Regions from separate parts of the Gossypium arboreum genome. Here region 2 is linked to region 1. Evidence: chromatin contacts called from public Hi-C data. All regions are on one chromosome and are shown on one strand. Each heading gives the region's core, a stretch centred on a gene start, on an enhancer-like site or on the middle of the called end of the contact. The rest is flanking DNA. Distances are from core to core; before and after follow the strand shown.

Region 1 (3,487 bases), core at 665-3,164:
AATCTTGTAAAGGTTAAGGCGAGACCATGATCACGATGAGATCGAGGGATTGACTAAGCCGAGCAAAAGAAATTAAACAAGTTTTCAACTGAAAAGGAAGTTTCCCCTCCAAAATGAATTAAACACTCAAGACAGCTTCCCTAGTACTAATAAAGTGATGACCGATCAAGAAAGACCTTAGATTAGTAATACTTTCAAAGAAACACAAGGTCAACTTCGAAAACTTGTAGCTTGTCCTTGGAAACTAAACTTTTCCAAAAAGAAGAATGATAATATGGAGCTTGTAGTAAGAAACAAACTTAGGATCCTTTTGTGCTTACATTTGCTTCAGCAGCAGGATTTACATTTCCTAATGCAAAGAATGAGCCACCAAGTACAACTATATTCTTCACCTTGCTGGCAAAGGAAGAGTCCCTTTTGATTGCCTGGATTTAAAAAAAAAGAGAAACTGTGTTTAAGCACTTACCTGCGAAGCCTATAACCAAAATGGAGGAAATTGATAAGAGAGTAGCAAGGTCTTACCAGTGCCAAGTTTGTGAGTGGTCCAAGTGCAAGTATAGATACTTTACCAGGATATTCAGAAACCTTCCCAACTAAAAATTCAGAGGCAGTCTTATCAGATTTGCTAGTTTTTGGTGGAGATAGGAATATATTCCCCAGTCCATCAGAGCCATGAACAAAGTCGGCAACATTCGGCCTCCCACCCTTTTCCAACAAACCAACCACAATTAGGCTATGGTAAATAAAAGATATAGTAATTGCCCCCCAAAAAAAAAAAAAAAAAAAAAAGGAAGAATATCAAAGCACAATAAAGCAAGTTAACAATTGCAGCGAGGCCCATTAGTATTCCCATGGAATTACATTGTAATTTAGGAAAGGGAAAACTGAAGCATTTACCGTAAGCGGCTCGGGGCTGCCTTGTACTACAGGAACATCAGGACGCCCTGCGATTTCACACTATCCTTTTGCACCTCGAAAAGAGGATAAAATCATGAACGTATTCCAAATGATATGAAAACCAGAAAGGAGAAGCACGTACCAGAAGTAAGGCATTACGAGTGGCATCTTCGGTTTGGACATTGCCAAATATGGTGGTCAAACCTAAGATCTCATATTCTGGATTTTGAAATGCCATAAAGATCGCCATGCTATCATCTGTTAATCAAATGAAAAACGCATCCATACATTGTTCAGGGTCAAACTCAAACAAAATCTCTACATATCTAATCCTGCCAATCAATCAATCCACTCCATATTGTTTTCACTTCCTTGTATAATTTAATAAAAATTTTCCGGTTTCATTATATACATATCAAAACCCGAAACTTTCCTATATAGATCTCATCACACGCCCCTCGAATAAAACTTTTCTATATAGACAGAGAGAGTCAACGTAGCTTTTTAAATCAAACTTTATAGCTTATCCCGAAGTAAAACTCCAAGGACAAATATAAATTGAAAAAGTAAAATTGTTTCCTATTTCATTATAATTCTAGTTTATGCAACTAAATTGACAGCCAACCAGAGAAAAAGTAAATAAATAAAAAGGAGCGAAACTGACCAATCCCGGGATCGGTATCGATAATGAGCTTGTTCCTGTTGGCATGTGAGAGTAAAAGGGCATCGCTTCCGCCATTAACGACAATTCCATCGTGACAATCTTTCTTTAATTCATAATCCATATTCAACGCAATTAGAAAAACACAAAGTGGTAATAATCTAATCTAAGATTTTAATGAATATGGATGTGAATAAAAAAACAATTGAGAGATTTGAATTTCTTGTTTTAATTGTCGTAGAGGAAGAGGAAGAGGAAGAGGTAGGCCGCTCTGCGATGCCAACAGAGAGTCCCCCCAAGAAGAACACCAAACAAAGATGTGTTTTATTTTGGTTTATGGGATATGATGTTACTTCCTCCTTTAATACTAGTTTAAAGCGCCTTAAGGTGGGGGTATGCTGACGTCAGCATAATTGATTTGTAACAGCGAATGGTAAATGGCAACGTGGGTTAATGTGAGTGGTCCTAATCTTGGACCGTATCGTATGGGATCAGAGCAGAAATAATAATTATTCAGAAAAAGGGAGGACAACCTGTTGTTTAATTTTAAAAAAAGTAGTCATTGGTTGGGTGAAGGTACAATTTCATAGACGATGCTGATGATGATGCATCTATTTTATATTATCCTTTATGTATAATCATCAAGATTCATATGTAACTATTAAATTGGAATTGTGACCAACATTTAAATGAGAAAGATTTAATAATTGGGAGATAAATGATCTATATTTTATATGTTGATTAATGGATAAATATTTATTATAAATTTTAAAACTGTTCCATATCTAAGACAATGATTGAATTCTTAACCACATAGATAATTAACAATTTTAATACAACAAGTTGTGTACAGAATTGTTAGGTTGAGAATTATTTATGAGATATATTGAAATTCCAAAACAACTGAATGCTTCAATTTCACAACATTGGCGGCCAAGAAAATTCAATATAAAAGACTTTGGGCACGATAAATTTGTAGACTATGATTTTGCATCATATTTACACAATATAAATTTGTTTTATATAATCTAAAATTGTATCCATATAGTTTGTTTTAATAGATATATTGTATTTGGATTATATAATATATTTAAATAATTAATATTATTATATGATGCGTATATGCATATGAATTTGTATGTGATATTTTTCTTCTGTTTATTTCTATGTAATATTTATGGTTATATAATACGCATATAAATTTTATTTATTTGAACTATTATCTAGAATATATATAAGGTACGAGTTTAGAATAAAATTAAATTGATAAAAATAATTTTTATTATTTATTATATTATTAAATTGGTTTTTGAATTATTTTTATTTTATTATTAAATTTTGAATATTGAAAAATATTTATTAAAAATTATTAGTATTAAAACAAAATCAATTCAGCTCTCAATTACTAAAATAAAATTAGTTAGGCCCTTCCGATAATGAAAACTGTCATTAATCAATTTGATTATTAATAGACACTTACGTGACTGATAAAATCTACAATAACATATGAAGTACCATCCGGACAAGTATACTGATGTGACATTCCATGTACCATATACTAAAAACTAAAATCCCAAAAATTATAAAAAAAATGTATTAAAAATGCACATTTTGTAACACCCCCTACCCGTATCCATTGCCGGAATAGGTACGACGTATTACCGGAGTTTACTGAACATTTTTAGATAATTCTGATCATTTATTATTCATATTTTGAAGATAATCATAACGTCTCTCTATTGGGCCCTTGAAGCCCCAAACATACATTAAAAACTAACCAGAATTAAATCAGGATCATAAAAATTTTCGCAAAATCTTTATTTTCATCTAAGTACTTACCATTTCAATGCTTCTTATAATTAAACATGTTACCATTCAATTAATAGCTTGACACTTGTCTAAGCGTCAAACAACATCATTGTTAGTATA
Region 2 (3,487 bases), core at 669-3,168, 520 kb after region 1:
TTATGTCGGCTGTAGATCTCCATCATATGGTTCAAATGTGCTGCAAGACATTGACAAAACAGAGTTGAAACAGTTTATATGCCATTCAACTCAATATGCAATGTGGCAGAAATAGAAAGCATTATGGTTAAGAAATGCAATAAATGCACAAGCACATAATTGAGCAACACCTGCAAATATGAACAAGAACATGCAAAATTGGATAATAAGATTTTAAAAATGGATCATTTCGTGCCAACCTTATCCTTTTTAACTTATTTATACTGTGGTAAAAGTTAAAAAAACAGATTGTTGCACCGATACATACCACTATATATGCAATGAAAGCATGTCTAAGCTATTACAAATACTTAACACCCAAAGGAAAAAAGATAATAAATCCTCTCATGAATGATCGAACTGTGTTAAACAAAAAAAGACTCACCTAAACTGAAGAAAGTAGGGCAGAGAAAAATGACATTGTATGCTTTAAATCCCCCACAAAGAAGTAAAGGAATCATACATGCTCTAAACACCAACTCCTCTGTCACTGGTGCCTGTTCATTAAAGTACTATTAAGGAATGAAGACTGAAGAAACAGGGAACAATTTCGAAAATTTCCTTCTAATTTTCAATTATTGCTGTTCTCCTAAGAAGGATTGTTAAACATTGAACAATAAGCAGGACATGTAACACAATATTCAATCCATTTGCAAGACTACTTTCTAGAATAAGCAAGCACAATGCAACCTTTTCAACAATAAAATATTGCAAACACACCCTATTTATAGACCTTACAATTATTTGCATTCACCCAAAAGATGAAGAAATTTAAGTGGTAAGCATACTAACCACAATAAAATTCCTCCAGAATAAAACATTGGAAGTTACTGAAGACATCTGGACCGGGAGGCTAAGAAGGGTACTTTTTATACAACCTAACAGTGGCTCTCCCTCTTGATGTCTATGCTCCTTCCACTTATTTACCAATAACATGGACTTGAATATCAAAGATCCAGCATACATAAGAGAAGTCAAGAAAAGAGGAAAGACGATTGCTTGCCACTGTTTCACACATAAAATTGCATTTCAAGAACTGATTTTGAACCAGCAGATCATAAACATAAATAATAAATCCATAACAAAAATGTAGGAAATATACTCCATAAGTATGATTCTTACAAAATGATCCGATCGAATGCCATAAACCCCAAACGAGTAAGATGCCTCCCCACCTGTTATCTACGCATAATCGAACATTGTTAGAATAATAAAAAAAAGGAACAAACGTGTTTTGGATATAAAAACAAATAATAGCACTTTTGTAAAACGCAAAATGGATGATTTTACATTCACATGAAAATGTTAAATGGCTTTAGTTCAATGCATGTTAACAATTCAATATTTCGCTCATCTCTAATTATATATGAGTTCACTTTTTAGCTCAATGAATTAAGTTTCCACTTACTTCACAGAATGACAGAAATCTCAACTTAGTTCATAATTATATAATAATAAATGAGTGAAATAAAAATGAGAGACAAAGGAAATAGGTATACCGGAAGGACGAAAGCACAGAAAATAACGGACGCGACGGAGCAAACGGCGGCGCAAATGAACCGTCGGATCATGAAATTCTCGTAGGATTGGGGAGGCGGGAGGCGGAGGATCAGAGTAGGAGCATAAAGAATAGAAACATAAAACAGTGTCATAGCGATGCAAGCAATCACCGCTACTAGCTTCGATAACCTACCTTCGCTCTCTTCCATGTCTGGATTCGAAGAGGCGGCAGCTAGGATCGCCGGAGAGAGGAAGAGAAGGGGGGAAAGAAAAGCCGGTTCCGGTTCAATATCTTCTCCGTTTGATACCCTTTCAGTGAGAAGGGGCTTCGGGTTTTGACTTGGGGCGGTTCTTGTTTGAGGGTTTTTGGGTCACTTCAAAGCCTCAAAGTAAATTTGGGCCGAAAAGAACCCCTCATTAACACTTTATTTCCAGTCAGCTCCCAGGCGAAACCATTCCAAAAAAATTGATTTTCTTTTTTGAATTTTTACTTAATCAAATTGAATTATTAAGTTTTTTTAATTAACTTGAAAAAGTTATTCAAATTTCAAGTTTGAGTGGATTTAAATTTTAAAATTTAAATAATTCAAATAACATATTAATATAAATGTCTTGTTGTTTCCTTCTAATTTTGAAAATAAAAAATTAATCTAAACTATATAAAAATTAAAATTTTAAAAACATTTATAAGATAATATTTCTGAGACCTAAATAAGTAAATTAATAATTTAACTTTATCATATTAAAATATTTTTTTCTCTTATTGTATTGAAAAGGTTTTCAAATATATATATTTTCAAATTTATGTGCTCTAACATGAAATTAGTTATATTGTAATAAGATTTTTATTTGACATGTTTAGTTTTTTTTAATTTAACTTGAACAATTTCACTCGATTTAATTTGACTTGACTCGAATTTCATTTTACTCGACTCGATTAAGAAAAAAATTCAAATCGAGTTAAGATGATAAAATGAGACTTGTCAACTTGATAACTCGATTAACTTGAAATTTTCGCTTGATTCGAACCAACGCTCACCTTTAGCTGCCATGATAATTTTTTGGGTAAATTACTCATACAGTCACCCAAGTTTTAGCGTGTTCTTATTTCAGTCACCCAATTTTGTTTTTGTTAATTTAGTCACTCTCATTAAGTTAATTTCCTATTTTAGTCACTCCACCGTTAAAATGCACTAGTCACTAGACCGAATAATGACATGACAAACTTTTGATTGGTATGACAACAAATTTAGCCCTTAACATGCTACACATTCTATTAATTTTGGTCCTAATTATTAAAAAAATTCAACAAATTTAACCTAAATGCTTACACATTCCTTTAGTTTAATTTTTATTTTACACATTCTATCAATTTGGTTCTAATTATAAAAAAAAAAAATTTAGAAAGTGTCGCGTGGCACAACTCAATTAGAATGTGCCATATGGCACTTCAATCCAATAAGAAAGTGCCATGTGGCATCTATATGTAATAAAAATAAAAATAGATTCTAAAAAATAAATAAAAATTATAAAAAAAAATAATAATAAAAATGTAATAAAAATTATAGAAATATATCATGTGACTTTGATTGGTGTTAACTGACCGTTGATTGACTATGATCGATATTGGCATGTTTAATTTTTTAAAATTTAATTCTAAAAATTTCACTTGATTTGACTCGACTTGAATTTCATTTCACTCGACTCAATTTGAAAAAACTTCAAATTGAGGTAGGATGTTAAAGTAGGATGAAAAATTGGACTAAATCAAATAAACTTCAAAACTTAGAATTGACGACTCTAGGTGAATATTTAGGTAGATGATACCAAGAGGAGAGCTTATTGAGAACCAATTTGATTGTTTAGAGTTAGTTCGGTGAGATCGAGAGATAAACCGGACTAAATCGTCTAATTTGATAAAATAGTGACCGAGAGGTAAAATTGAACC

Evidence for each region. Hi-C and Micro-C count contacts between places; a contact is called where the count stands out from the background.
Region 2: a contact with region 1 is called in a Hi-C map of leaf, with 4 times the contacts expected there. The contact joins the promoter of LOC108458290 here to the promoter of LOC108458341 in region 1. A contact is called at or near these places in 2 of 5 Hi-C or Micro-C datasets (both in leaf).

Annotation. Positions count from the first base shown.
Region 1 is chr4:79,712,605-79,716,091 of ASM2569848v2, forward strand. It overlaps LOC108458341 (uridine nucleosidase 1-like), which reads right to left and starts at 1,915. Exons shown (of 9, transcript XM_017757697.2): 1 at 1,562-1,915; 2 at 1,040-1,155; 3 at 898-957; 4 at 523-705; 5 at 321-425. The coding sequence starts at 1,682.
Region 2 is chr4:80,233,702-80,237,188 of ASM2569848v2, forward strand. It overlaps LOC108458290 (CAAX prenyl protease 2), which reads right to left and starts at 1,919. Exons shown (of 7, transcript XM_017757636.2): 1 at 1,539-1,919; 2 at 1,162-1,221; 3 at 425-536; 4 at 1-40. The coding sequence starts at 1,748.